3 separate regions of the Anser cygnoides genome follow, and regions 2 and 3 are each linked to region 1. A link is a contact called in public Hi-C data. All regions are on one chromosome and are shown on one strand. Each heading gives the region's core, a stretch centred on a gene start, on an enhancer-like site or on the middle of the called end of the contact. The rest is flanking DNA. Distances are from core to core; before and after follow the strand shown. Region 1 holds the start of RER1 (retention in endoplasmic reticulum sorting receptor 1). Region 2 holds the start of TMEM52 (transmembrane protein 52). Region 3 holds the start of FAAP20 (FA core complex associated protein 20).

Evidence for each region. A called contact is a pair of places that touch in the nucleus more often than the background predicts.
Region 2: a Hi-C map of liver shows a contact between it and region 1, with 4 times the contacts expected there. The contact joins the promoter of TMEM52 here to the promoter of RER1 in region 1. A contact is called at or near these places in 4 of 7 Hi-C or Micro-C datasets (granulosa cells and liver).
Region 3: a contact with region 1 is called in a Hi-C map of liver, with 2.0 times the contacts expected there. The contact joins the promoter of FAAP20 here to the promoter of RER1 in region 1. A contact is called at or near these places in 4 of 7 Hi-C or Micro-C datasets (granulosa cells and liver).

Annotation. Positions count from the first base shown.
Region 1 is chr23:6,750,047-6,754,119 of Taihu_goose_T2T_genome, reverse strand. RER1 (retention in endoplasmic reticulum sorting receptor 1) reads right to left here and starts at 2,248. Exons shown (of 8, transcript XM_048067548.2): 1 at 2,108-2,248. It overlaps LOC106044615 (a long non-coding RNA gene), which reads left to right and starts at 2,419. Exons shown (of 18, transcript XR_010826377.1): 1 at 2,419-2,736; 2 at 3,223-3,321.
Region 2 is chr23:6,336,711-6,340,783 of Taihu_goose_T2T_genome, reverse strand. It overlaps TMEM52 (transmembrane protein 52), which reads left to right and starts at 1,822. Exons shown (of 4, transcript XM_048067562.2): 1 at 1,822-1,968; 2 at 2,756-2,837. The coding sequence starts at 2,806. LOC106044613 (a long non-coding RNA gene) reads right to left here. Exons shown (of 5, transcript XR_010826388.1): 5 at 1-1,314.
Region 3 is chr23:6,469,302-6,473,374 of Taihu_goose_T2T_genome, reverse strand. FAAP20 (FA core complex associated protein 20) reads left to right here and starts at 2,001. Exons shown (of 4, transcript XM_048067550.2): 1 at 2,001-2,135; 2 at 3,817-3,970. The coding sequence starts at 2,032. It overlaps SKI (SKI proto-oncogene), which reads right to left and starts at 2,014. Exons shown (of 13, transcript XM_013194725.3): 1 at 1,894-2,014; 2 at 1,406-1,559.

The DNA.
Region 1 (4,073 bases), core at 999-3,498:
TCAAACTGCACACCAGTGGTTAGAGACACAAACCTTCACCATAAGCACCTACATCATCAAAACACACCGGTTTATCTAAAGAATACGAGCAGCTTAGCAGACACAGAAAAGTTTTATGCGTAAGTAAAGTTGTAATCATAAAAGCCAGGGGCAGGATTCTGGATTTGGGTAAAAAAAAAAAAAAATACCTAGGGAATTATTTTTAAGTATGTGCTTCTGCTACCAATTTAAGATCTTGACCTTTCACTTCAGTTAAGCTCAACAAAGCTTTATCATTCACTTGAATATATAAAGCAAGCAAAATAAACTGGATCTTAAACAGAAACATTTTTGCCACATCATCAGAAGTAATCCCTGACATTACTTCCTGGAGTCCCCTTCTGTGGGTGGGACTACAACTCTGGGATAGCCGGAGTGCTTCACGTGACCATACAGATCTGTGAAACATTACTACGGAAAAAAAAAATCAAGTAGAAACTCACACAGAACAGATATGGACACTTTCATTACAGGCAAAAAGGTAGTAATTATTATGCTCCCCATCCCCTGCACTGCAGAGGAAAGAAATTACTCAGCACTATGAGCTGAGCAGCACTTTGTGCTTTATTTGGGGTGGGTTTGAAACGTCCAGGAATATAAGGGCATAATAAAAAACATCCGATCAATTGATCAGATGACAATTCTCTAACGATGTCAAACATCAAACCGCTCATATTCCCACCGGTCATTTTACAGCTACGCACGCCCCAAATCTGTGCCAGCAGCAGACCTGACGTGCCAATCCTGCAAACGTTAACCTATGCAAACCCAGTGACAGATTAGGTATGCGAGTCTACCCATGGCTTCCTGAGGGGGCAGACACTTTGCTTGGTGTAAAAAGTTGTAACACATTGGATTACATGTGCCGGCTTATCCTGCGGGCAGTTCTTCCCCAGCAGCCCAAGGAGCACAAGCAGCTAGTGCTGTGTCCCAGAAGAGCCCCCACTGGCTCAGTTTCAGCAGCACAGAGTAAAGCATCACATGACAGAGCTGAAGAATTTAACTTACTATTTCTCACCGCTTTACAATATTTACTTAAAGAAGACCTGTAATAAAACAAGAACCAAGGAGAGCGATCTTTGGCATTGGAGCTGGCTTACAGTTAAGGACCCAAGCCAGATCTCAGTGGTGTAGGGGCACAATTAAACCCAAACAATAGCAATTCCTCTTTCAGAATGTGGCACAAAACTTCACTGTTCGGCACAAGGAGCAGTGCCAACACTCCAGCCAGACCAGCAATGCCAAGGATCAGAAAGACACGCAGAGATTAACACAAGAAACAAACGAACGGGTTGCTACAAGCAGGAAGCAGAACCGTACCCAAACTAAACTGTATCAAAAAGTTTTTCTCTGATGAGAAATACCGAGAGGGTGAACACAAGCTCTCCAACTATTACGTGTTTTCAACCGCAGTTATTATGGCAACATCATTACGAATGTCACTGCACCGTGGAGTTGTCAAAAATGCCATGACCTGGGGCCAGAAGTCATTTAACTCAGCTGGTGCAACGCTACCCTGAGAGCTGCCGGGTTCTCAGGGAAACCTCTGACCAGAACGCGGATTTCCTTAACGCAGAAATGAAGAAGGTGACTGGGAAAAGCAGCGCTGCAGTTTATACGAGTTCCCTCATCTCGTGAGGGAAGCTTCCTTGCCCAGCAGCGCCCGAGGTGACGGGCACGGAACGGGCCGGGAGACGGGCACCGGGCAGCGACCCCCGGCTCTGTCACCGCGGACCCGGCGCCCCGGACACCGCCGTAACCAAAGCAGCCGAACAACGGCCCCAAAAGAAACCAAGCGGGGAAAAAAAGGAAAAAAATAAAAGAGACAAGCGGTGCGGGGAGGGGCGGGGAGGGGCAGAGCGGGGCCGGGAGCGGCCCCGCCACCGGGAGCGGCCCGGCCCGGGGTGCGGCAACGGTCGCTGGGAGGGCGGAGCGGGCCCGGGGGCCCCAGGACCAGGACCAGGACCGGGCCCGGGGGGCCCGGGCGTCGCTGGGGCTGCCCCCTGTGCTGCCCGTGCCCATGTCGGAGTCGCCGCCCCGCTCCCCTCCGCCCGTCCCCGCTACTCACCGGCGGCCGCGCCGGGCCCTGCCTTCCGCCCCCGCCCCCCGCCTCCGCCGCCGCAAGATGGCGGCAGGAGGGCAGCCGGCCCGCTTCCGCTTCCGGGACACGCCGGGAGGGGCGGGGCGGGGCTAGCTGCCAACCCGCCATTGGCGGCCACCGGGGGAAGGCGGGAGGACGCCGCGAGGGGCGGCGGCGCATGCGCAGATGGCGCGGGGAGGCCCGAGGGGCAGGCACGCCACGCCCTTCCCGCTGCCGAGCCAATGAGCGCTGGGCGGGTGGGGCTGGGGGCGGGGTCACGGAGCGGGCGGGAAGGCGGTGCTTGCGGGGCGTTGGGGGCGGTGGCACGTGACCACGCCCTGAGGGGCGCTGAGGGGCTCGCGCTTCCCGCCTTTCCCGCCCGCAGCGGGCTCCTGTCAGTTAGCCCCGTCAGAGCGTTTCGTAGTGAAACTCTGAAATGCATATCCCTGAGTAAAAGCAGTACTCCTGGGGCTCTTACTCTATGATTCTTACCACTTTTCTAAGGGCAGTTGCTTGGTTTTCCATCTGCTCCTTCTGTACAGCTGGAGGGGTTTCAGCCAGCCTCTCCTTCAGCACAGGGCATCCCGGCAGAGTATGAACAAGCTCAGCTCTCACCAGTACGTTCATTTTCCTCTTTTTTAAAATACAGTGTCCTTTATAGTCTCTAAACCTGTTATGCTATAACAACAGGAAGGCAAACGTAGCACCCCTTGCTTATATCTTTTTAAACAGTGTAATAAATCAGCTGTAAAGCGAATGCAGCGGTGGAACTTGCAGACTGCTGTGGAAGTCAAATCCTTGGTTTCAAGAGTTTCTAAAACTCTAATCTGGGAGAGGCAGTAGGGAGAAGTTTGGTTTCATCAGTGGAGGGTTTCTGCCTTCGTATACTTTGTAAATCCCTTTGGGTGTCGATGTTTAGATGCTAAGATGTTGAGTAGGTGAGTCCAAAGCATGTGAAGGTGCTAACAACATGGTCTAAATTTAATAATATAAAGGAGAAAAATATGAGACAGTTCCAACACTTGTCAAAAACAGAGGTGGACATTTGTATGTGGAGAATGGTTGGAAATTGCAATTTTACAATATATTGTGATATTTTCTAGGCCGTGACCAGCTGTTCTCCAAGGATAGAAGTGACTGTGAGGGCAAGTTTCTCAGTGCAGAAATTACAGGGAACAGATTTCAATACAGGACATCAACACGTGAGCCTTTTTACTTGTTAAACATTATGTATCTTTTTATTAAATAGGTCCTTATCCCCTTAAATTTTAATGCATACCCAAAGCTGCCAAGCTGATTTATTCTACGCTGATGGTCTTTCATGACACTTGTTGAAAAGTCATGTTTTTCAGATTTTCTTGCTGGCTTCTCAACTTAGGCTGAATTCAATTACCTCAGAAAGTTAATCAAATGTATTAACGGTAGAAACCAGTCACATGTATCGTCAATTTTTGATAAGTCTCAGTCCTTCAAAGATGTATACAGATGCAGACATGCTCATATGAAGTGCTCCACAACACCAGGCCAAAGCTATCAAAGGATTTAAAGAACTTGAATAAACTATCTGTTATGGAGGGACATCTCCTGTATGACTTACCAAGAGAATATTTTAATTAATTCATCTCTCTCCTGGTATCCCGAGCAGAAAGAAGCAAACTCAAAGCTCTGTCCCATCAAGTTGCACCAAAATTTCCTGTTTCTGTTTATTCGTGTACAATAAGTTGGTGACTTCTCCATCTGCCTAATCACTCTGGTCAACGATCTGTAGGGCCGACATAGAAAATAAAGGGTGACCACACAGAATATGTTGTATAATATAAATAAATTGGGTAAATACTTGAAAGAAAAATAGCTACTTGTCATTCTAAGATAACATATACATTAGGAAATTCAGAGTACAGTAATTCTAGTGCTAAGCAGTTATTTTTTCAGGCTTTAATGCAAAAGGTTTGGA
Region 2 (4,073 bases), core at 573-3,072, 410 kb after region 1:
AAAGCAGGCCAGCAATGATCACAAGTGCATTTGGTATCAAAATTGCCAGGAAAAGCTAAATGTGATCTGATGTTTGTGTTTTCATGTTGGAAGACTCTAGGAAGGATGGAGCCCTTACTGTGAGAATAATATTGAAAATCTATCCTCAGAAATGCATCAAAGTTTTCCAGAGGGGTAAGGTTTTGGCTCCTGTAACTGTACTTCTGAACATTACACTTTCAGACTGAGTTTTGCGTCTGTAATTGCTCTTGGATGGCCAGATGCAAACTCCTCTACTTTCAGAGAAGCAAGTATCTAAATACTTCTTGGTTCTCATCCAGCTCTAGTTTAATAAGAAAGCATTTCATAGCCATGTATGATTTTTATAATCCTTAGAAGCTGCACCTAGCTCATTCATAAAACAGAAAGGAAGTGACAGAATCATGCACCTCTCATGCACTAGTCATGCACCTCTCATCGATACATGTTGGGCTTACCCAGTGACTTCAGAGATTGCTTCACGCTTATGAACGGAGCTTTTCCTAAGTGAGCAATGACCCCATGACCCTGGGTGGTCCTGTAGGAAAGTATTCCAGTCAGCAACACATGACATTACTGATCCTCAGAGCACTGGTCTTCAGTTCTATCAGCTGGAGAAGGAACCACTGAACCCAGTACTTTCAAGCGACTGGGTCTGTCGTTGCTCCCAGTGTTTTGGCGCCGATCCATGCTGCTTGCAGAAGAAACCTCTGTCAACTCAAGTCCAAATACATTCCCTCTTGTTGCGCTAAAATCTCAGGGAAAAATAAATAAATAAAACTTGTGTTTTGTCACACTTATTACTTGCAGGAGGTTTTATACAAGCAGCCAAATACAGACCACTGAGGGACCTGAATACCAGGGGCCTCAGCAAAATGTTCTTGTATTAGTTGATATTCCCCTTTGTTCTCCAACTAAAACCTTTCATAATCCATTAACTAGTTCCCTGCTTTTTAGCTCTAGTTGTCTTTTTTGTTGCTTACCCAGTCATATAGCACGGCCACCGTGACTCTGATCGTCTGTCACACGGGCTGGCATGGGGGGTTTTGCCATGTAACTGACCTCTGCTGTATCGGTGCTGCCAAGGTGTCTGACCTTTAAGTCACCTACTCTGAAGCAGAAATAATCCGTGTTCATTCATACACGGTGGATGTGGGTGACCTTTGATGTATGTTTTGCTCTTCCCTGATGAGGGCAGGACTGCTGTAACCAGCCAGGGGAGCGTTTCGACGTGATGGGCTGCGTGCAGTCCTGTTAGAGCAGCTGGGCTTCACCGTGACGGGAACTGCAGAAAAGCTGTCGTTTAGAAGGGAGAAAAGCTGCTGTAATGATTGCTATAGTTGAAGTAATGAAATAGTTTCTGGAAAGTTTCTACCAAATAGTATCAACACCATTGCAAGGTAGACATAACAACATGTAGATCTTTATACATTTGAAATGTTGAGCACGGTTAAATTATTTTGGAGCAAGCGCATTTCCAGGGAGTAGATGATGCCTTTTCATTTATCTTCTGTGCGTTTTAAAAAGACTTTCTACAAAGGGAAGCGCTCTGCTTTTCCAAACCTTTTTTTTTTTTTTTTTAAATATTCTTTTCGATCCCTTTCCACGACTCCTCCACCATCTCTCGGACACTGCAGAGGCAGAAGTGTGTTCAGCACACAAAGCTGCGGCCGGCCTCCCCTGAGAAGCGCCGAGCCGCAGCCCCCAGGCGGCCCAGCCGGAGCCGGGAGCAGAGCGCACCCCCCGGGGCCGGCGCCCCCGGGGCCGCTCCCGCAGCAGCTTGGCCCCGGCCCCGCCTCGGCGGCTCCTCCCCCGGCGCTGCCGCCTCCGGGCCCCGCTCGCCCTTGAGGCGGCCCCCAGCCACGCTCCTCTCCACTCTCCTCTCCTCTCCTCCTGCCTTTTGCTGGCATCGCTCCGGGCTCCTGCCCGCGGCTGGAGGCGCTCCGACCGGTGAGTACCCAACGCCGGGCGAATCTGCGCCCACCCCGCTCCAGTGACCTTAGCTGAGCAGAGAGGGGCTCGCTCCTGGCCGTCCAGTGCTGCTTTTTTTAGCCCCCAGACCCGCACCGGCTCGCAGACGTGGCCCGGCTGGCCTTGCTGCGCCTCCCCAGGGTCTTCTGCAAAGGCAGCCGGCAGGCGCCCGCCGGCCCCTGCAGCCCCCTGCCACCTGCAGCACCGCCGGGGCGGCCGCACTCTGAAACGTGTCGGAAGCTCTCCCCTTCGCTTTGTACGTACGTAGCTCTGAATAAAACATTCCTGGAGCTACGGGGGATACGGAGCTATGAAGCATTGAAGCTTTCATAGCACTGGAGCTATGAAAAAGTAATTTAAAAATAACTGGGAGAAATAGGAGGTTATCTTAGGCTGGGTTAAGGAGCTGGACTCAAAGATCGTTGTGGGTCCCTTCCAGCTCAGGATATTCTGAGACTCTGTGAGTGTTTGCTGTGGTACTTCACCCTGGTTAACGTGAAATAACTGCCTCGTAGTTCTGAGAATCCAGCATGTGTAGTTCTCTCCCCTAAGCAACAGCAAAGCTCCACTTTGAAAACAGTTCTTCACCCAGGACCCCACTTACGCAGCGGGATTTGTATGATTGCAGCTGGAGTAATGTTACGACCATGAGGAACAGTCCTCTGAAACTAAATCACGGGTGTTTTTGTTCCTATCCCCATTGATTGCTTTTCCTTTTTCAACTCAAAAATGTATTCCTTGTCATGTGTTCCCTGTTTGAGTGCAGACACTTAAACCAGTGAATTATCCACCTTCCTTCGCAGATGCCCTCAGAACATGTCTAACTGGACAAGTCTGTGGTATGTCTGGTAAGTTGATTGTTAATCTTACTAACCTCGGAGTAATTTGACAGATATTATGAGCAGTAATTGCAGTAAAGTAATGGGACGCGATGTGGGAAAGGGTTTCTCCTCTTTTATGAAAGCCACCAGTGGCATGACCACATCGCAGAGGAGATACGGTGTCAGGCGGGACAGAGCATTCATCTAGGGATATGTCATCTTTCCATTCTGAGTACGCTCGAGTTCAGCCGTAGCGCTTGTTTGTTCTTCCTAAATAAACAACTTTGAACACAATGGCAACTGCCCAGAACGGGCTTGTTAGGGCTTGGCACTGCGCTGCCTCCCGCGCAGTCCCCAGCTCGCTCCCTTTTATGGGACAAGGCACCGTTAGCTTGCAGCGCTGGTTTGTCATTCTGAACCCGGGCTGATTTTACAATCCTGTTCACTGGCTGCTTCACTGAGAGGGGAAAGGTAGTGGTGAGTGAAAGGCAGGGGGCTCGCCACAAGTAGATTGGTCTCTGGCATAGACCCTGCATTGTATGTATCCTGACATTATTTTTAGAGTTTGCATTCTGTCACATACTATCAATTTTGATGATAACATGCAGAGCGAGGTGGTTACTTTTAATTGTCATTCTTTGCTTTCTTAGAACGTGCTGATATAGAGCCGTTTAAAATATATATATGGTTATACAACGTGTTTTAAGGCTTCTGTAATTAGGCAGCGTTGAAATCATGAAAGCTAATGAGCCAGTGCTGAGACTGATAATGCTGCGATACCTTTCCCTAGGTGATTTCCGCCTCCATCAGAAGGCAGCGTGTGAGGGCTCACAATCCTTTATTTCACGGCACACCAGCAGGCAGCTCCTGGGTGTGAGGACTTAGGGATTAGCTAGTGCTGAGGTAACGCTCCTCACGCTGGAGGAATGTTTCATTGCAAAGTTCCAGCAGGGCAGCGTGCACTTCTCGCACGTGGTTTTAAATTCTCTGAAAGCATTTTTCTAAAACAATAATTTGCATGAAAATGCATGAAATTTGTGGAAGTTTGAGGCCCTCAAATCCAAACTTTGAGTGTAGTCTTTGTGTGCATCTGACTCATACTAAAGAGAAACATTCTCTCTTGAAAAATAAATAAAACAGTTATTAAAGAAATGTTCTGTTTGGAATTATGATTCTTATGGACAAGTACTACCTCTGGTTTGGAAAAAAGAACAGAATGCTACTGAGGGCTTTTCTACAAACCCTTACCACTGAAAGTGAATA
Region 3 (4,073 bases), core at 752-3,251, 280 kb after region 1:
ATCCCTAAAGATAATCTGTAGAAGCATTCTAGCCTCCAAAAGCTCAAATCCTTTGACCATTGGCTAAAACCCAGTCAAGGCTGCTGATGATAAAGACTACTCTTTGCATTTTTATGAGAAATTTTTTCTAAGATTGCAAAACATTATCATTATTAAATTCAGCAAGACCCAAAATCAAGTGAGAAGCAATTGGATTTCCATGTCAGAGGAGGAAACAATAGAAATGATCTTGTCCAACATGGCAGAACCGAGAACAGGTCCTGTTCTACACTTCACCTTCCTGCTACAGTAAGTACATTATTAATTCTGAACAGATGCAGAGTAAAAATACTGAGTACAGACAATGGACAGACATTTCTAGAACACTAGTTTAATATCTACAGTAGTTACAGCAACAGATAGAACAAGAATGACAACATTAATTAATGTGCCTGCCTTCAAAGGCTGTAATAGGTATGTATTAAACAGACAACAATTAAAAAATCTTACTGTACCAAGTTTTTGGTCAAATCCACAAAATAATCAAAAACTACAAGCTACAGTTGCTACGGATGCAAGTTTTTTTTTTTTTCTTTTGCTTTTACAATCATTGGCTACAGTAATAATTTTCACTGTTCGTTTTATTATATTCTTTCACTTGTGGCCCTTTTTGTACAATAACCGATTTTTTAGTCTCATCCATAATAAAGCTTTTGCAAATGTTATAATGCATGAGTCATAGTACTAACAGTAACACACTGCAACACCTTCAGCATGAAAAACAGACAACACTTCGGATGTCTCTTTTTGGAAAAGTCACATCTAACAGAACAAACCTGTTAGTACAATGCATGATTTAGGAGCAGAGGCCGTCAAACTAGCATGCATGGGGTCGTAAGATGTATAAAACACTAACACAAACATCTCAGGAGCAAGGGAAGAAACCCTGTGGCTTAAGCAATCCTTAGCATAGATACACACACCTAGAAATATGTACAAATCCCTGCAGAAATGAGCTCAGTCAAAAAAAAAAAAAAAGCTTTCACTGCCCCTCAGATTTTTTTAAAGCAAGGTTTCCATATTGTTTGCTGCCGCCAAGTGGCGATTATCAGTGGTGTGACGTGAATTACAGCACAGTCACCAAGGCCAGCAAGTAAAAGCAAAACAAAACAAAATATTTTTTGTTTTGTCTTCTTCAATTAGGATCTGCTGTTGTGAAATCAGATCTGAACTCTCCCTCCGTTATGGAAAAGGAACGTGGCCTTATCTGGGCCTAGGAAGTTTTACAAAAAAGATTGCTGTGTACCTGCTCCCCCCTACAAGGGCCTACTATCAGAAAAACTGGGATGTTTGTTTCCTCATACTACAATTATTCTCATAACGATCATGAAGAATTTAATCAGCAGTTACTTTCTGACCCTTTTACCTGTTGGGGAACGGAGAAAGGCGCTGACAGACTACTCCCTGCCGGCTGCATTCCGAAAGGCTCCAGCCTGATTAGCGCGTCTATCAACTTCAAAAACTACCAGTTATGGCTCAGCTCTTACACGTGTTTTATTTCAAGTCATCCAGCGACATTCCTGCCAGAAAAGACAAGCAGCGTCACTTCTCCCGAAGGAACTAGATCAGAGACGCATTCCCAATCTACTTTACTTTTTGAATTAGCATATTTTGGCTTCAGCCACGTACCAACAGCTCTTTGGTGTCGGTACAACAATTATTTGATGGTGAGGAACACCGCCGAGCCCACAGCCATTTTGTGGGGCTCGTCCCAAGCCCCATTTCCCTCATTCCCGCCAGGCCTGAGCACGCTGCGTTCGCGGACGGGCCTCGTCCAGCGCCCCCCATCTCCAAAACACTACTCCCGTATAAAACTTAAGGTCTAAACCCAACACTAAAGAGCCGGACAAGCACCTCGCAGCTGCGGGTACTAGGAGCCGAGCCGGCCGCCTGTCACCTCAGGGCGGACCCCATGGCGGAGCGGGAGCGCTGAGGCGGTGCCTTCCCGCCCAGCACCGCCCCCTGACGGAGCGGGGAGGCCGGGCCGCGGCCATGGCTGAGGAAGGAGCCGCCAAACTGCGCCTCAAACCCAGGAAGGCGCCGGCAGCCTACAGCCGGGAGCCCAGCCCTGGCTTGGAGCCCCCCCGGCGGCGCCAGTGAGTCCGGGCGGGACGGGGAAAGGGCTCCTCAGGAGCGGGGACAGCGGGGGGGGGCGCGGAGCAGCGGGGCCGCCTCAGCCTCACGTCCCCGGCCGAGGGTCGAGCGCGGCCGCGCCCTCAGAGCACGCCGCGGTCGTGCCGCCAGCACGTTGCTGGTAGCGTGAAAAGTTACTTCATAAAACGCCGCCCGAAGTGTCCTAAAGAAAATTAAGTCGACTGCACTTCGTTAAAGTGCGCCGGGCCCTGTGCCTTCTGCACGTTCCTTGGCACCAAGCAGCACCCCCAAGTGTGGAGCCTGTGAGGAATGCTCGCTTATAAAAATTAATTTATTTATTTTTTCTTCAGAATAAGACTCACAGGGACCAGAAATATTTTTATGCATTTATTTATTTATTTTCCAGCCCTCTAGTAACGGAGGGTTGAGAAAAGGATTGAAGAGGTAGGGTTCAGGTCTTGTTCCAGCCTGTTAGGATGAGCAAGTGTGCAGTCAGCTTCGCCCCTTCCAAAAACAGGCTTCAAAAGGCTGCTCTCTCCTCTCTTTGATGGCTTGTAATAATTGTCTGTGGTTTCTTCATCGTGCAGCATCATTCCTGGACTGTGACCCACGAAAATGCAACGGTTGAAGTGGGAACACTGGAACTAGAATTCCCACATTGACAACCCATCCCTCTCTTCAGATTGGCTTTTATACAGCATTACTAACATAAAAACCTTTTTATGCTTGCTTTATAGTTAATCCTTTCTAATGCCTTCCTAGGAAGGATTAGATCAAGTTGTTTAGAAAGCTAATCAGTAATTTCAGAGTGCCACGTGGGAACAGCCAAGCACACAGAGGAACCAACGCGGTTTCCCTCCTCACTGCAAACACTCCATGATTTCTGTGCTCAGCTGGTGTCAAGTTCAGTCTTTGAGAAGAAAACACCGTGCCTACGCTTAACTATTTCACTTGGAAGTAAAGACTAATAAATGCCTATATCTCATTTGTTATAAGTAGAAAGTAAGGCTTTTAGATGTTCTTTTTAAAAATTGAGTGATACTGAAAGCTGTAATGGTTACATAAGTCATGGTAGACTATAAAATGAGTTGATGGGCTAAATAATTTGTGTTCTAGAAAAATCGTGCTGTAGGCTAGACAGAGGTTCCCTTGGTGAACAAATGGTATAATAAACAGCTATTTTTTTTCCTCTACAGGGAGCCTTGGCTCTCTTTTAGACTGAAAAGTCTGCGTTTGTGTACTTACTCTTACTGACAAATACTTTTTATGTACCTCTTGGTGGTTTGACATGTTAAAGTTGTCAAATATAATACTCATTTTAGCACATATAGTGCTACTTGATCAAGAGAAAATAGGTAAGAATGGAAATGTGTTGTGCAAATGGTAGAGTTACACCAATTTGCAGTCATAAAAATCTTAACATTGTGCTTAGCCATTAATGAAAGGGATCACCACACATAGCCATTGAGTTGGGCTGGAACTGGTTAATACACCATCAGCTACTGGAAATGTAACGTTAAAACTTCTGCCTTGATAAAGCAATATTCAAGAATAGCTATATCTTAAGAAACCTCAGAGTTACTGGAGGGGTAAATCAAAATAATTAAAAGGCAAACTAATAGCAATGAGAAGTATTTCCTCCTCTCTTTCCCACCCCCAAACTATTGGATTCTCTCTTCACAGGGCATTGGCTGACAGAAGTTCCTGGTTTGAAAAAGATGATTTAAATGAGTGTGAAAAAACATGGATTTTGCTACTGAAGAACATAAGTCAAGATTTACAATGCACAAGTTGGCAAGCAGTGTCCAGTTTTCCAGAGTTCTTTGGAAAGGTCGAGGTAGTGTGCTGTATCCTTGTTGTCCTCGCTTCGTGTAGTGCTTAAAATGCTGGACAGTGAATGCTGTTAAGAGGGGAAAAAAACGATCTGAAATTGCTTTTAG